Regions from separate parts of the Zea mays genome. Here region 1 is linked to region 2. The links are chromatin contacts, called in public Hi-C maps. All regions are on one chromosome and are shown on one strand. Each heading gives the region's core, a stretch centred on a gene start, on an enhancer-like site or on the middle of the called end of the contact. The rest is flanking DNA. Distances are from core to core; before and after follow the strand shown.

Region 1 (3,242 bases), core at 413-2,912, 830 kb after region 2:
GAGAACCCAGTGGATATCTATCCCCCACAAAATTCTCACCGAAATCGCGACGTGAGAGTTCCAAGCCACAACGTGAAGCGGCTCAGCTGCAAGCCCGACATCTGGCGAGCAATCCGTGACTAACCTACGCACTACTCAGCACAAGTTTGACACTACCCGAAGAGAGGGATGAGGCGACGCTAAGGAAGAAGGTGTCACCGAGGGCGGAGGTGGGGATCACGCTGGACCCAACGAGAGGCAGATTGCTGGTCCCGAAATCACCCAGACAAGTAATTGAGTAGCCTCCGGTCAGTCGCGCGCGTGGCAACCCACACCAAAATAATCCCTGGCCGAAGGTGGATCTTCACGACCACCCGTCGAAGCCAGGGCGGTGAAGACCGGGGCTAATCGTAGAGGCAGTGGTGGCAACCTAACTCGGTTCTCCCAAAATCACTACTTCTCCCCCGATGATGGAGATGGACTTGGTGCATTTGCGTGAGGAAGAACCGGAGGGGAGGTCACATTATTTATAGGCACATGAACATGGCATCCCCCAGCCAGGCGAATCCAGCTGGCCGCGCGTGATCCTCGGGATATCCCAACGACCTCGACACGGTTGTTGCGGGAAGACGACACCTGACATAGCGAGCCCACCGTAAGTCTCATGTGATCAGCTAATGCGGATGCATCACTAGCTATAGGCTGGGCCCCGCTTGGTGGTGAGCTATGTGGCTCACGCCGTGGGGCCACATGTCGGCGCAGGGGTTTAGTGCGGCCGGGCGCGGGCTGCGTGATGAGGGGTCACTGGGCCGACGGGCAGAATTCGGCCCAGACGGTGTTTACCTCTTCTCTTTTTTTCCTTTTGTTGTCTTATTTCTGATTCCTTTTTTAAATTCAAATTACTAATTCGATTCTATTTTGAATTTCAAATTCCAACTTGAATGCTCAAACAAAATACCAGCATGTATGCACATATTTTAAACATATTTATTAATTATTTTATTGTTAGGAAAATGTTTAAATATCCTAAAAGGTGAGGAATCCCCGATTAAGAAACATTTTGAATTATAAATCTTTTGAAAAAAATCTTTAAATCACTTTTATTTAATAGAGAGCATGCTTCACAAGTAGAACATAGACTTAAGAAGTTAAGATACAATCTAGTTTTTTTTTCCTAGAACTAGCTAATACTTTAAACCATATTTTAAGGATTTACAGTATTAGTCTTAAATTATAAAAAAGGTTGGAAACATCGTCAGGTATTCATGACATTAGAAGACTTTGAACCAAAAAATATATTTTAAGTTATGTTGATGCTTAGCTGGACGATGTTATATTAGTGTGTTTAATGTTATGAAAAATGTCGTGAGTTGTAAAATATGAAGTGATTGTGAGCTCTAAGTTGTGAACTATAAAGTGATGATTGTTATGAACTATGTTTGTTTTATACTGTATGCATGTTATCAACTAAATTTTAGCACTTTAGGATCGGAATCACATCTCTATAGATCCCGCTGGCTCATTTTGATGTCATAAATTATATAATAATAATATATATATTACTATTATTAAAAAAATAAGACATGGCTCTGTCTGGAACGCTTGCCAACCTACGTGCCCCACGGCAAACCACAATCATTCACGTGCACCCAGTATAAAACAATTGTGTGTTTTTTAATCAATCGTCCACTGCCTGCTCCCTACGCAGCTACGCTTTACTCCCTTCCCCTGCTTCGTCCTCGTTTCTCCTCGAACCCACCCAGCAGCGCCTTCTTCCTTCTTCCCGCCCAACCTCGGCCATGCCCGTAGCGGCGCTCCGTCCTCCCCCGGTCGCTGTCGGCGCGGGACGCCGCAGCGCCCGACTCCAGGCGCGGTTCGCCCTCCGCGCGAGCTCCCTCGAGGCGTCGGCGGCAGTGACGGTGACAGTGAACGGGTCTGCAGAGGCCGCGGTGGAGAGGAAGGAGAAGGTGCAGGAGGATAAGGACAACGAGGGACTGCCGGTGAAGGAGGAGCAGGAGAGGGGGCTGGAGGTCCTCTACGACGACGGCTTCGGCTCCGTGACCGTCAAGGACTACTTCGCGGCGGCCAAGGTCCTGTGCCGGGACGACGGTGGGCCGCCGCGCTGGTTCTCTCCCGTCGAGTGCGGCCACCCGGCCGTGGACCAAGCGCCGCTGCTGCTCTTCTTGCCAGGTGCGTGCGTTTCTTCAGCTCACCAAAATCAATCATCCCAATGCTTGTCTTTGAAGAGGTGCTGGAGGTGCTGGGCAAACGGAGGAATCATTCTGGTTTGGTTTCCTTTCTGTTTCTGTACATGCCTAGTGATCCACAGCGAATTGACAACACTATATGCAGGAATGGATGGCGTCGGCACGGGACTCATCCTGCACCACAAGTCTTTGGGCAAGTGAGTCCTTTTTCTTCTTCCTCTTCTCCTTTTTCTGTATTAATTAATATTTTTATTGCCGTTTATTGTTAATAAAAGGATTAGACAGTCCCGAGCGAAATTTATTCACAATAAATCCACCTTTTCTTTAAAGAAAACTTTTTTCACTCTTTCTTCCTGCAAACTTCATTGAAAAATTACTGAACGATTAACGGTAGCTTTTCTTTGCTTATGTTTCGACATGAGCTACACAAGCTTCTGCTAGTATTGGTTGGTTGGTTGGGCCATGTCACTGACTCACTCACTGGTAGTGGTAGTAGAGTGTCCAGCTTTATTCCTAGTCAAGCATAAAAGACTGCCTTCTTTCTGATTAGTCCAGCTTCTTTGTCAACAGAGCTATGGAAAGAAAAAAGATGACCACTAACTAACCCACAAGATGTTGATGCATTCTTTTTGGCATCTTTTCTAATAACGCTAAACCCACCCATGTGACACAAGTGCTCTTCCCCTTTTTCGTCCCTTCTTGTTTTGTCTTCACTCTCGTGTCACAGCATCTACTGGGAGTAGGAGCCTCTACATCATCAGCACCACAGATTATATATTGTGATCAATATGAAGCAGCCTTTTACTCGCTCCTTTTTTTTTATTATCGCCGTTTGGTTCGAAAATGAACTAACAGGCAACAAATATTCGAGAACGGATGTAGTATTATAGTTTCATCAACTACTGTTCAAATTATTAATGATATGATTCTCGGCTTCTTAGGTATCCATTTTTTTTTGCCTTTTTGCAGAGTGTTCGAGGTTCGGTGCTTGCATATACCAGTCAATGATCGTACACCATTTGAAGGTACGATGTTACTGCATTTTACTTCATACAG
Region 2 (3,646 bases), core at 608-3,107:
ATTAGTGTTGTTCAAATAGCTGTATGCAGATACGAATTCAATAGGACCACTGAAATTACCAATGCATTTCCCGAATCTCGAACGTAGCAGCACGCCATCAACTTGTAGCTGGTTGAACCGTTTCTCCACTGCAGCCCAGCCATCATGACCAACTTTCGCAGTCACAAACTGCAAGCCCTTGAGCGCAACAGCAGCACCGCTCTTGCTTCTGTCCAATCTCTTCCTCACGTTCTTTCCCAACTGTGTCTGTGGCGCCTTATTGCTTGAGTTATTCATCTTTAGCCCATTTTTCACCTGCCTAAACTTTGATGCTAGCTTGCCGCTCCTTGACGAGGAAGGTGACACAAGTGACAGGCCGTCAAACCCACCACCATGCCCTGAGCCGCCATCATCGACTACCCTGACATCTTCGATTGCCATGGAATCGCGCTGTACGATGGTGATCTCCACAACCTCATCATCATCTTTGAACCTGGCGGCCTTCACGCCCTTCCGGCTTGATCCTCCCAAATTGCCACTGTGTGGGATTAATGTTGCAGTGTCATCTTGTGACCTCCTTGAACTGCCCGTGACCGTGTCTGCCATATTCTTCTTTACCGCTGAGGTTCAAGTTCTTCTTACTCTCTGGTCAAAAGATAAAATGAGTAACCAGGACGAGAATACGGGAAAACCTTGCAGTAAGTTCTGAAGCAAAAACTTGCCAACTGAAATACATTTCTCATCTATCCGTAATCAGTCAAGTAAGAATAACTCCAAGAGATGAGCAATTCGTATCACGTAGTCCAATTTTTGATATTTTTAGAAGATACTGAAGCTGAGTTTGCATTTCTGAATTGTTCCATCTCAGGACAAGTCTTCAGTTTTATGTTTATGGGGTTGTACCTGCAACGGCATGCCAGGAGCAAGGAGGTGGCAAGTCGTGCAGAAATATCCTGTCGCCCTTCGTCGAGCAGAGGGCGGTTGCCGGGTTGAAAAGCTAGTGTTTCGACTTGCCCAAGCTGTCTAGTTCTTTGAGAGGTTTCTACTTTATTTTAGAGGATGGCTAAATCATGAGATTTATCTTGTGTTTTTAGCTTACCTCTTGGAGCCGCTCTAAAGCAAAAAGAGAAGAGAAAAAACGACGTACACATCCCGATAGAGTAATATTTGAAGGACGCGTTCATTTCTAATCTAAAAGGAAATAAGAAAAGAAAAAATGTTGACAGGGAAGTCAAAGAGTAGGTGGTCCTGATGTGTCCTTCAATCAGATCCAGAACTCACGTCACAAAATACATACATGATGCTGCATTAAGCAAGAAGATGACAGCGATAGCCTCAACGGCATCAGCGAGGTTAGGAGGAGCGGGGCAAGAACTGGACCAAGAGGAGAGAGAAGAAGAAGAGAATCAAGAAAGAAGAATAAGAAGAAGAAAGAAAAAAAAAGTTGACAAATTTTGGGAGGCCGATGAGATTGAGATCATGGAGAAGACGGAGAAGGACTCTGTACCTCAAACCCTTCTAGAAGTTTCAGCCACCGAATGCAACTCCGAGCATTTCCTGAATCCTCCCTGAAGAACAAAGGAAAACCAAGGAATCCCCGGTCTTCAGCGAGAAGTCGGATTGCAGGTGAAAAAAAAAGGAGAAATTTCGAGGTTGAGATGGAACGGAGAGAGCAAAAGGACAAGGTAGTGGTGGTACCACAGAGCAGGAGTACACGCGGCGATGAGCCTCAGCAAATGCAGGTGGATTCGCAGGCCAGCAGCAGGGAAGCAACAGATGCAAGCGCAGGTGGGCAGGTACTAGAAAGCAGGAGCAGCAGCAGACTTCCGGGGTCCCGGCCTCCCCTCCTCAAATGCGATAACAGCAATTAAAGTAGTCGCTGAGGAAACGACGAGGAGGAAGGATCTACAGTGGTGTACAGTGGTGGTGTGGGGGCTGGGGGGTGGGGTGCCGCTAGTGTTCGTGTCACTTTGTGGGGAGTTGATGTATTTTACGTTTTCTCCCTAGCAAACGCAAACGCTGGATGGACAGCTTGACTCCCTCGGACTGCTACTACCTACAAAACGCATGTGCTTTTGGTGGCATTGCTGCTGCTGCTGGTGTGGCCGTGTGGGTGCACTGCAGGCGTGCAGCTGCCGTTGGACCTTGGGATTCGACGGGGTTGTCCAATTGAGAAGCCTGTGGATCTGCGAGTGAATGCGCTGACCCTTTCAAAAGGAAGAAAAGAAAAGAAAATTGCGCTGAGATACAATCTCGGGTCCATAAATTAGAGGATGAGTTAGCTGTTTTCTGTAACGCGTGAGAGCAGTGGATAGTTCTTAAAACAGAGTCATGTTAGGGTTGTTCAGCATGTACATTGAAGTATGGGGTGCGTTAATTAACTCTGTCTCTGCTTCCAACCTGTTACACGTTACTTCCTCCAACCATGCACCATAAATAGATATATTAGGGGAAGGATTTGCCGAAGGTCCATAAGTAACAAGGCCTATTGTTTAATTTCTTTCGGGGGTAGTTTTCGGAAACTTCGGACTCCATGCTCCGGACGGTGAAACAACGATCGAGGGCAAGACGAAGCTCTATCTCCAAAGATGTGTCGTCACCTTCGACTCGTGATGGGACAAATGAGCAGGAGAAGACATAGCCCTGTTTGTTTCAGCTTTTTACATCTTCTGGCCACCAAAAGTTGCTGCGGACTACCAAACACGTCAGCTTTTCAGCCAGCTTTTATAAAATTCGTTTAGGTAAAAACTATTCAAAATCAACATAAACATATAATCGGTTGAGTTTTTGCAATAGTAGAAATCCATCACTTTCTAGATCCTGAGCCCTATGAACATCTTTATCTTCCTCCGCACGTAATTCTAATAATACTCAGATTCTCCTCACAGCCAGATTCTCCTCATAGTCAGATTCTCAGAAAAGCTAGTCAGAAAAAAGCTGAACCAAACAGGTCCATACACATCACGTCTGACATCCGAAAAGATAGAAACACCGTCTATAGATTGTATACATCTTGCATAAAGAAATAGGGATATTTGTGTAATTCTGTACGAATATGTCTGTCGCCACGTCCCTATAAATATGTCATGTACGGACAAACATATAGGCGTCGTCGTGACATCAGGCGCGCGGCGGAGCGGGCTGCTCGCGCGACACAGGATGGTGCCACCGTTAGTGGCCAGATTTAGAAATAAAAGATTAGTTTTCTTTCCATGCCTTAAATCTAGGCGTGATTAGTTGAGATTAGTTTCATTTCCATGCCTTAAATCTAGGAGTAATTAGTTGAGATTAGTTTCATTTTCATGCCTTAAATCTAGGAGTGATTAGTTGGGGCATTGGCCTATATATTGTAACCAAACTTGGAGGAAAGGAATCAAGCAATCAGTTATCCTAAATCTGCTCTCTCTCTCTCTATTCTCAAGTCACCGGTGGGTATTTCCCTCATGGTGAAGGCTTAGAGCGCGACTACGGACTGCGTAGTCGTGGTCCGGCGTTGTTAGGTGTTGAGGCGCTTGACAACCTGGTATCAAGGTCATGTCGATCCTCTACCACGTGCTCCAACCAGTCCTCCACAGCCGCCGCACCTCATCCTAGCCCACCACCATCGCCGCCAACCTCCACTGCATCCTCCACGCAGCCGCTACCAATGGTGGAACCCACCATCAAG

The links. A called contact is a pair of places that touch in the nucleus more often than the background predicts.
Region 1: a contact with region 2 is called in a Hi-C map of leaf, with 4 times the contacts expected there. The contact joins the promoter of LOC103650176 here to the promoter of LOC100384248 in region 2. A contact is called at or near these places in 5 of 25 Hi-C or Micro-C datasets (bundle sheath, ear, leaf and 1 more).

Annotation. Positions count from the first base shown.
Region 1 is chr3:68,380,764-68,384,005 of Zm-B73-REFERENCE-NAM-5.0, forward strand. LOC103650176 (Acyltransferase-like protein chloroplastic) reads left to right here and starts at 1,663. Exons shown (of 13, transcript XM_008675815.4): 1 at 1,663-2,169; 2 at 2,332-2,383; 3 at 3,156-3,211. The coding sequence starts at 1,779.
Region 2 is chr3:67,548,927-67,552,572 of Zm-B73-REFERENCE-NAM-5.0, forward strand. LOC100384248 reads right to left here and starts at 1,858. Exons shown (of 14, transcript NM_001322022.1): 1 at 1,678-1,858; 2 at 1,487-1,547; 3 at 60-624. The coding sequence starts at 585.